Regions from separate parts of the Mus musculus genome. Here region 1 is linked to region 2. The links are chromatin contacts, called in public HiChIP or PLAC-seq maps. All regions are on one chromosome and are shown on one strand. The core of a region is the stretch at or near the end of the contact, and the rest is flanking DNA. Distances in the headings are between cores, read along the strand shown.

Region 1 (5,269 bases), core at 733-3,232, 300 kb after region 2:
GAGGCTCCCAAACCTGAGTACTATGAACGTGGCACCTCTAGCCAAGGCCCAGAGCCCACGACAGCAAGTTGGAGCCACTATGCTACTCTGTAACAGGTAAAGGAAGGTCCAGAGAAAAGGCTACCTCGAATTATAAACTAGTCAGACCCAGCCCTAGAGTGACGCCAGCCTGACTCCGCCTGCCCAGGCCTGGAAGGGGCCAAGGGCGGGGACAGAGGAGGGGCGGGGCAGGCTTGTGAAGGTCCCCAGCACGCTGGTGCCTCCTTCAGCACCGCGGACAGCGCCAGCCCAGCGAGTGGGCCAAGGCCTGAAAGAGGTCCAGCACTTCCAGGAACACCCCGCACGAACCACTGGATTAGTGACTGCCATGCTGCTAGAAGCAGAACTCGATTGCCACCGAGAGAGGCCCGGTGCCCCTGGAGCTTCTGCCCTCTGTACCTTCAGCAGGACTCCAGGTAAGAGCCATTGCAACCTACAAGTCTCCATGCCAGGCAGGAAAAAGAGAAGAGACAGAATGCAGAGGGGTGACCAGGAGGGAGTGACTGCGGAGAAAAAAAGTACAAGGTGACAGCAGGCAGGAGAACAGGAAAGCTACAGGGTCAACAGTGACCAGAAAGGCCTGGGGCTGGTCCTAGAGATTGAATGTCCCACAGCTTCCAGAACTGCTTTGGCTTGCAGCAAGAATCCCCAGGCCAAGTCTCCCGCTTGAACTCTGATTCCCCAAGGGCCATTTCACTGCCACGGACGTTGGGAAATAATGGAGGCATTGTTGGCGGCAAGCCAGATGCCCAACAGTGTGGAGCCGCCCCTTCCCTAGTCTAGCCATACATGGCCCCCGCCCCACTGCCCTCTGCAGCAGCTGACACTCAATGGCTCACATCTCAGCTCACCCAGCACCCATTTCACTCCAAGCTAGTGTTCCCTGACCTCGGAATAACAAGTACAGAGCAACATGAAGGGACGGCTGCAGGCACAGGGCTCTTTCCGAGGCAGCAGCTGTGCTGGGACCAAGTGGAGAATCTTGCGTTCTTTCATTCATCCTTCCCATTCTGGGGTCTGATCGGTCACAGTCCTAGGGATGGAGGCAGAACAGGACAAGAAGAGGAACCAGGAGGGTGGCAGCAACCTGCTGATTCTGCAAACACTTCTAGGGTGTCCCTAATTGTTACCAGGGCACTATACCCTGCTGGATTCTAGTTCCTACCAGGAACTGCATAGGTCTGGCGCTGTCTCCTGGCTGGGTAGTAGGAGCCCTCAGTGAGGGCTCATGCAAGGATAGGATGATGGGTTCTGGTGGGCTCACCTGTTCGAATGGGGATGAGATGTGGAAATCCAGGTGCAGGGATTGTTCTAAGGAATTGGGGTGGGGAAGTAAGGGTAGATCTCAGGGCTTCCGCAGCTCAACCCTTTTCTGGCCTAGAGTCTTGGTGTGTTCCCGCAGAGGACACCGGATCTGAGGTCCTAAGAATCGTTCCTTCTCGCTGTACTGGCTCCAGGAGGCACTTCTAGTGGTGGGGTCCAGAGTGTCAGAGTTGGGGGACCTTCAAATCGAGCTCCTCGTAGCTCTACTGTGGCTTCTTTGCCACCACGTTCCCTCGCGATGGCTATCAGGTTGCCCTTCTGCTGACCAGGTGTGGTCTCAATGCTGTCCAGCTCCGGTTCAGAGTCTAAACGTGAGCAAAGAGAACGCAGTTCCCTCCCTGCCGCTTCCCTCGGGACCTCAGCCTTCCGGGAGGCTTAGCGAACTTGCTTGGGGCAGGGGCGAGCATCTGTAGGAAGCCTTGAGTGGTTACTGCGCTGTCTCCGTCCTCGGGAAGTGCAAGCCAGACGGCTTCTAGGCACCTCGGTTCCGGCTGAAAGGTGCACAGTCTCCAGTGGCCTCCAGTGGCCCCGGGAGCGTCTCTGCGACCCCCGGCCCAGCCCCGCCCCGCGGCCCCGCCCCCCACCGCTCCGCCCTCCGCGGGCCCGAGGCTTGGCGCCCAGAGGCCTCCCGTGGGCACAGCGCCCAGCAGCGACACGAGTCGCTCCGACGCCAGCTCGGAGTCCCTGCAACGGTGGCCTCGCCAGACCCAGGGGAAGTTCAGGGTCGGAGGGCGGCAGCACCAGGCACCTGGCCCCATGGAAGCTCGCGGGGAGCTGGACCCGTCCCGGGAATCCGCGGGCGGAGACCTGCTGCTGGCGTTGTTGGCGCGAAGGGCTGACCTGCGCCGAGGTGGGTGCCCGACGGAGAGGCTGCACTGAACAGGCCCAGATGTCCTCGGCTTTTTCTGGCCCTTGTGCGGAGGCCAGCAGAAGCCAAGGTATCTGGACAAGGGTGTGTCTGAGGGGCTCTGACATGGCTAAGCAAAGGCATCTCAAACCTCCAAAGTGTGTGGCCCTCCTGGTGCTGTGTTGTCCTGGCTTTGGGAGCCCTTGGTGATCCAGGAACGGTTTAGGAGACCTTTTGCAGCTCTGAGCTGGCTGAGGCCCCTGAGCTGGAGGGAGCATGTGAAGATGTTTCAGGACTCAGGAATCAGGGAGCAGGAGTTTCTCCTTAGGAACTGCCTTCACTCAGTTCCTTTCCCCCCATTTTCAGCGAGATCAGGTCTGGGTCATGCTGAACTCATCTCCCCTGAGTCGAGTCTTAGTGTCTGCACCGGCAGTTTACCACTAGGCTGGTGGTCAAGACGCGATTACAGGGAAAAGTGGAACTTGTCCGGGCCCCCAGTTTCTTGATCGTACCAGTCTTTTTGCAGGGCTTTGGTTCTGGGGAATAAAAGCGCTCTCCGTTTTCAAGCTGAGAGTATAACAGGATAGGAAAAGAGGAAGTTAGGCTGGCAGAAGGTCTGTCGAAGCAAGTGGGAAAAGGATTCTATGCAGACTGGGGGTATCGGATATGGCCTACTTGCTTATTTATTTATTTATTTATTTATTTATTTATTTTCCAATGGTTTATGGGATGGGTTACCCGCAGGAGCTGGGAGGAAGAGATGGGAGGGGGGATGAGAAAGGGAGGGAGGAAAGCTTGGTAAGCTAGGCTCCAGAGAGAGTTCTGTGAGGCTTGCTAGAGCACTGTTGGCTCCCGAGGCTCCACTGGGCCCTCCAACTCTGTGTAGGAAACTGTACTGAGACTGGAGTTCACCATGCCACGTAAGCAAGAGGAGATCGAGGGTGGCTTCACTGGGAGGCTTGACGGTGGCGACGGCTTTTGTAGGAAGCGGGTGTCCCCGTGTCCCTGCTGTGGGCTTCTTGGCCGAGGCGCTGTCCGTGCCTGGGTGCTGAATTTGCAGTGTTTGGCCTGTCTAGCCACCTCACTCTCTTCTGGGTATCCTTGTGGCCTTACGACGGCTCTGGTGGTGCTCTGGTACAGCTACAGTCGATCTCCACGTCCACACTTGGAGATGTGGTTTTGCTCAGGGTGGGACAGCATCCATCGCAGGCTTGTGCCCAGTGCTGGAGGGAGGTGGGGCAGTCCTTTTCTAATTCCTCCCACCAGTGGAGGCCAGCCTGAAGCTAGTTGTTTGCAGCTAGAGATGTAAAGACACTTGTGTGGGTATGAAGTGAGTGGGCCCTGGGTGCTGCACATGCATCTCCTTTTTCTAGTAACCTTTCCTAAATGGCGGGGATCTCCTTATCCCATGAACCAGTCTTATCCCACCAGCCCCTAAGACGAGATTACACCTTTAGATTTTTCCCACCCAGTTTCCCTGAGGCCTGCAGTCTTTGGGGGATGAGAACTCAGATGCTAGAAGAATTGGTGGTGTAGAGAGTTGAAGTCATCTACCGTGCACTGCAGTTCACACCTTAACAGCAGATCTCTCACATATACATACATACATACATACATACATACATACATACATACATACATATGAAAGCATATGTGTGTGTTCAAAAAACCATAGCCAATGAACTCATAAATACCTGCTGCCATTCAAGTGAGGACAGCATCCACCTATTCATACCTCAGGCAGGGGCCAGCGCTGGACAGCCTCACTTTGCTGGAACTCTGCAAAGGCGATGAAGTTCCATGTGTGGTCTTTTGCCCTTGCTGATAAGGACATGTCTTTCTTTCTTTCTTTCTTTCTTTCTTCTTTTTTCCCCCGGCTTTCCAGATCACCCCAAGAGTGGGGTTTTCGTTTGAGATGGACATGACCTGTCTGGCACTGGCACTTTGTAGAGCTTACAGGACAGCCCAGTCACTTTCCTGCTGTGGACACCTTTCTATACCTATTTCACTTTCCCTTGGCTGCAGTGCGACTGAGGGATGCTGCAGGATACAGTACCTGAGCACTACTCTCACTGGGGAGCCCGGTGGCCCCAAATGCCTACAGGAGACAGTGGCAGAAAAGCCGATCCTTGCACACCCCTAAGGCCTGCAGGCTGACCAAGCTGATGAAAAGGCCATCGCTCATTGTTTGTGGTCCCATGACCTGGCTTATTCTTGTATCCACAGAGATCCCGATGTGTGCAGGCTGTGACCAGCACATCTTGGACCGTTTCATCCTTAAGGCTCTGGACCGACATTGGCACAGCAAGTGTCTCAAGTGCAGTGACTGCCACGTCCCTCTGGCTGAGCGCTGCTTCAGCCGCGGGGAGAGCGTCTACTGCAAAGACGACTTCTTTAAGTAAGCTGGCTGGGCTGCCGAATTGCTTTCACAGTTGGGGAAGAGTAGAAGAGGGCAGGGTTGGCAGAAAACAGGCTGCGGGTGAGCGCCATACCTAGGTCCCTACCCAAATAGGGCACCCTGAAGTCTGGCCAAGCTCAGGTTTGGGTTTCCCGTGACATCTTTAAAAATATTTTTTTATTTTATGTGTATATATGTGAGTGGCTACATATTCATACTGTGCACCGCATACATTCCCGGTGTCCTCAGAAGATTGAAAGGGCATCGGATTCCCCGCAACTGGAATTACAAATGACTGTGAGTGCTAGGAATGGAGCTCAGACCCTCTGGAAGAGCAGTCAGTGTTCTTAACCACCCAGCCCAGCCGAATCTGCAGCCCCAACATTATTACTTTTTACAGTAGTTTGTTTTATAATCCATAAAAGCAGTTGTTAGGTTAAAACAAAATTAACCCAAATTTGTAGAATTGTATGAGACTTACTCTCCCTCTTAAAATGTGTTTTTGTTCCTTAAATGTCTGGGATGTGGGAAGCTCAGGTTCTTGGAGCTGAGGGAACTGACTCAGGTAAAGTCGTGGCCCTCTAGACCCATCTTTCCCAACATCAAGAAGCAGATTTTGCTACCCAAGGTACTGTGGCTCTGCGGAGGCTGCAGGACAGACG
Region 2 (4,798 bases), core at 654-3,153:
ACAATGTTACAGGTCTATCAGCAACAGAACATCTGAGGCTGAGTGAGTATTTAGCAGGAAGAGTGACAGCTTTGGTTTTGGTGTGTGTGTGTGTGTGTGTGTGTGTGTGTTGTGTGTGTGTGTGGTGTTGTTGTTGCTGTTGTTTCTGTTGGTTGGCTGGTTGTTTTTACCCTCCAAGCCCTTTTCCTGGTAGACACAGGACTAGAAGGACCAATATCTCCTGTCTACTGTGTGAAACAGCTTCACACCCACTTGCCAAGAACTTGAGCCCTGCCCCCCACCCAGGCCATTTTTCTGGCTCAGCTGTCCCAGGGTTCCACAGCTAAGTTCTCCTGCCTGTGTGGTTGGCCTCTACTTATAAAAAGAGCCAACAAGTGTTTGTGTTCAGCTGGTCTGCTGTGCAGCCATACTCATTGCTAGACAAAGACAGTGGAAGAGATACAGACACCCATGGACAGACGGGATGGCAGGTAGGCAGATGTCGCCAGGTCAGCGCAGGTCTCCAGACTCCAGAAGGATAAGGCCTTCTTTGTATCCAAGTCAGGCTGCCTGCTGACAAAGCTGGAATATAGTCGACACATAAGCAGTTAGAGGCCTTCAGGACCCATCTCAGAAGAGGCACTTGCAGTCAGGCGTTCCTTCTATGGAACTGCTCTCTGGAGCTGCAGATCTCTTATATAAATATTTCTGTAGCATTGGGCGCTTTTTCTCTCGGGTACTGACCCCATGCTGCTAACCCCCAGGCTTGAGGCCAGTTTCTGAGAGGAGCAGGAGATGGGGGCTGGACAGCTGTTGGCACTGGCCCTTTAGTGCCTTTCAGGAACAGGTGTGTCAAGGGAGATGGGAGGGTCCTAGGACAATATAATCTGGGGCCCTTATTCCTTGTTGAACTCACCACCGTGTTTTAGGATGGGGAGGTGTTGTTCGTTCCAGATTCCATTGAACTTTAACTGCAAAGGGATAAGGAAGGCATCTTGGACGCCCAGTGCTAAGCAGCTTAGCACAGGATGTCCAAACATCAAGGTGGAGATAAAGCATGAGAGGCTGTGTTGACGCTAGCAGTCATTGTACTGGAACTCTGCACTTTCCCAGGCCACCTAAGTCGGACACAGCCAGGGACCAGTGAGAAGGGTGACCGTGGAACGTCTAGACTCGGGTTCCTGCTGGGAATCGAGAGCGCAATCTGTCCAGCAAGGCACTAGTCCTTGGGGAGTTCCCTTAGGGAGCCCCGAACTCCCTTCTACAGAGGCTGCGGGCGCGACGCCATCATCGTTTAAGGTCAAGCGTTCCGGAAGTCATGGCTAAGAGTGCCTGGCCTCAATCCTCCTGATGCCTATAGCCGAGACCAAACAGCTCCCAGGAGTGGAGCCCTAGGGACAGGACACGCGCAACGCTGCCAGGGCGCCACATTTAAACTCCTGCCCCAGGATTCCCCCCAAACTTGACTTCAGCTGCTCCTGCCCACGGTCCTAGACCTAACTCCAGGATGGAGCTGGTTCCCCGTGCAGCTTTCCTTTCCCACAAGACCCGTACCTCCTCTACTATTGAAATGCAAATTCTGGCCAAATGTCGCAGAGGGCGGCTACACACAAAGCCTGATCCTTCCGCAGCGCCAGCTCAAACTTTTGGTCTCTGTAAACTTTCGAACAAGAAGTAGTTCCTAGATGCCCATTCCATACACCCCTCCATTCCTCCTTGTCTTGCGAACCATAAGATCCTTAGATCCTGGCTCGGGACGCGCTCCCTAGCCCGGACAGGCGCAGAACCCACCAAAGCGCTGGGAGGGACAGGGTCCACAAGGGGGTAAGGGTTCGCAGGAACCAGGGGCGGAGCCCGCTGGGATGGGGCGGGGCAGGGGCGGGCCCCCATAGGGGCGGAGCGCCCGCCCGCTCAGAGCCTCACTAGTGCCTCTGCCGCGGGAGGGAGCGCAGGGGCGTGGGGCGCAGGGCGCGGGCGCTGGGCGCGGGTGCGAGCGCAGTGAAGGAACGAGCCCGGGTGCCTTGTAGGGCCCAGCGCCGCTGAGAGCCCAGCGCCGCCCACCCGCCAGGAAAGAGGGCATCAGAGGGTGGACGCCTGCGGGACCGCCGGTGGTGTGCGTCAACGTCCGATCCCCGCCGGCCACCCCAAGAGGCCGCCGCCCGGGCTGCGGGCAGCTGGCGAGCAGGCATGCCACGGCTCCTGACGCCCTTGCTCTGCCTAACGCTGCTGCCCGCGCTCGCCGCAAGAGGTAGGCTCCCGCGAGCCCGCAACTTCGGGCGCCTTTCAGAAACTTCTGTTGCGCCCTGCGCACGCTTTGGGTAGATAGGAGTAAGGGACCAGCTGCCAGAGTTGAGAGCCAGAGCGGGTGGACGGGACCGTGGGACCTGGTGTCCTGGCGTGTGAGGAGGACCCTTCTCTTTCCAGGGGTACCCACTTTTCTCATAGCGCCCAAAGACGCTGGAAGTGTGGTATGGGGCCCCGGAGGCCCAACCCTGGCTCGCACTTGGGTAGACGCTCCTGGGGCTCGCCGCGGGGGCGGACATGCTGCTTGCGCCTCTACTTTTCGATTTGAATCGAATCGGTTTTGGTTTCCTGTTGCTTCTTGGGACCATTTATTTTCATTCTTCTTTGCCTCCGGCCCGTGCTAGGGCGGATGTTGGGGTGCAGTGTGAGGTCAGGGGCGCTATACTCTCGTTGCTTACTTAGAGCGGGGCAGAGACGATGTGCCCTGGACTCCTAGTATGGGGTTTTGGGATCGCTGTCCCCTAGCCGGAATCAAACTTTCGAAGAGGGGCGATGTGCAGGCGGCTTGCTGCCTAGGGTGGGCGTGGGACTGACTCATTTCGGAAGTTTGAAAATCCTGTGCTGATTGGAACGGGAGCCGGAGAGGGGAGCCCTTATTTCCCTTCCGGCTTCACAGAACGGGGTACTCCTGTTGTAGTAACCAACTGCACTCTTCTCCCAGTAATCGAAGGAGAGAACTGCCTGCCCTTTCCTTAAAAGTGGGGTTTTATGTGACGCTCGAGCTCAGCCCTACATCGAGGCTTAATTTTTAGAGCTCTTTAAGATGGCGTGGGAGGGGCTTGATTAATAATAGCCCCTTCCCGAGAACGGGGTGGAATTCCTTCTAAGTGGGGTTTCTAAGACCCCCTCCCTGGGTGCGGCGGGGGCTGCCCCTGGAGATGCCTGCGAACAGGTATTGGGTGTCGGAGTAGGCGGGGCAGGTCTCCGGGTGCGGCCCCGCTGCCCCAGGAGGCGGCCCTGGCGCGACAATGGGCCGCTCTGATTCCCGGGCCGGCGCTTTGTTGGAGGGCGGGGTGGCGGGCTCCGCAGCTGTCGCTTTTTCCCACGATCCGGGGAGCTGAGTGTGGCCACCCCCTCCCTCCTGCGGTCCCCTCGTATCTTGTGTTTGAACTGAGGCAAGGGTGGAGGCTTGTCGGGGGGCTTTGCTGGGCACCTTAATCCCCTCCCACTTTGGCTGTGTGGTTAGAAGTTTGGGAGAATTTGCTAAGTCTTTCTGTTGCCGTCCACTTCGCCTCACTATGAGTGGGGCGGTACACCTGCCACCTAGCCAGCCTATCCTTTCCCCACTAGTTTTTGACTACAATACTGTGAGCAGAACATTGATTCGTAAGCCGCCCCCCCCACCGCGTCCCGCACCCCCTCAGGACTGCCAATAACTCTAGTGCATAGGCACCATGGCTTTAATCTCCGTCCACCATCAGGACTATAAGGAGTTAGGTGCCCAGAACCAAGCCTGACCTCTCTCTTCTGACCTTCCCCCAGGCTTGAGATGCTCCCAGCCAAGTGGGACCTGCCTGAATGGAGGGAGGTGCGAAGTGGCCAACGGCACTGAAGCCTGTGTGTGAGTACCGCCCCTGAGGGGACCTGTTGCTTTTGTCAGAGCAGAGCCCCTGCCTTCTGGGGACAGAACACTGGGCTATTGTCTTCGGAAGACAGCCCCGAGGCTGAGTGCAGTCACGTGCTGACTTTTATTGGACAAAGTCTGGCAATTACTTAATCACCAGCAATTATGCCGCGTGTGGAGCTACTCTGGCCCCTGGAGGTTGGCACACTCCTTCGTGGGCCCTCAGGCTCCTGGGAATTCTTGGTGCCCTAGTTCTTATTTAAAATGCTTGAGAAACAGTTGTTTTGGATGATGAGCATTCGTTCTGGGACACTTACCGAGAGAGTCTGAGACCCCCACCCCCTGTCACCTGGGATCCCTCTTCCTGAGCAGGAGTGCACTAGGAAGGAAATTGACCCGTGTTGTTGGTTTGTGTTCTGGTTTTGTTGGTGGTGCTTTTTGTTTTTTTTTGTTTGTTTGTTTTTTTGTATCAGGATCTCACTATGTAGCTCTGGCTGTCCTCAAACTCACTATATAGACCTTGAACTCAGGAATCTGCCTGCCTCTGCCCAGTGAAAAGTGCCTATTTTAAGACAAGACCCACCTCTGGACTCTGTGCCACGGGCCCTTGTCCTCAGGTCACCAACTGTGAAATGGGTATGACTTGGGGATGGGAAGGTCTGCTCCATGTTGGGAACTCCTTTTGGGAAGGATCCCGGCCAGGTTGCTCTCAAGGACTAGGCAGCTGGGGGAAGTCTCTGCTTGGCGCTAGGGCTAGCGCCCTTCAACTTGAGTTCCTCCCTGATGAGACTAGCAAGGTGCTGGAGGCTAAGGCCTCCCCTGGAGGCTGGAGACAGAGAAGGCTCCAGCCTACATGGCACGCCCTCATTCCAACTGCTGAATGGCTCATCCCCTTGACAACGGGTGCTGCTGCCTCCAGTACCCAGCCTGTGGGCTGCAGCCCCACCTCCC

The links. HiChIP or PLAC-seq counts read pairs in DNA pulled down with a chosen protein or histone mark.
Region 1: a contact with region 2 is called in an H3K4me3 HiChIP or PLAC-seq map of embryonic stem cells, with 14 read pairs. The contact joins the promoter of Lhx3 here to the promoter of Notch1 in region 2. A contact is called at or near these places in 7 of 39 promoter capture datasets (cranial neural crest, embryonic stem cells, epiblast stem cells and 1 more) and 2 of 115 datasets of contacts at active chromatin or transcription factors (both in embryonic stem cells).

What each region holds. Positions count from the first base shown.
Region 1 is chr2:26,203,288-26,208,556 of GRCm38.p6, reverse strand. Lhx3 (LIM homeobox protein 3) reads left to right here and starts at 1,982. Exons shown (of 6, transcript NM_001039653.2): 1 at 1,982-2,212; 2 at 4,436-4,607. The coding sequence starts at 2,119.
Region 2 is chr2:26,500,927-26,505,724 of GRCm38.p6, reverse strand. It overlaps Notch1 (notch 1), which reads left to right and starts at 1,903. Exons shown (of 34, transcript NM_008714.3): 1 at 1,903-2,227; 2 at 3,766-3,844. The coding sequence starts at 2,167. It overlaps Gm35978 (predicted gene, 35978), which reads right to left and starts at 1,798. Exons shown (of 2, transcript NR_132655.1): 1 at 896-1,798; 2 at 378-561.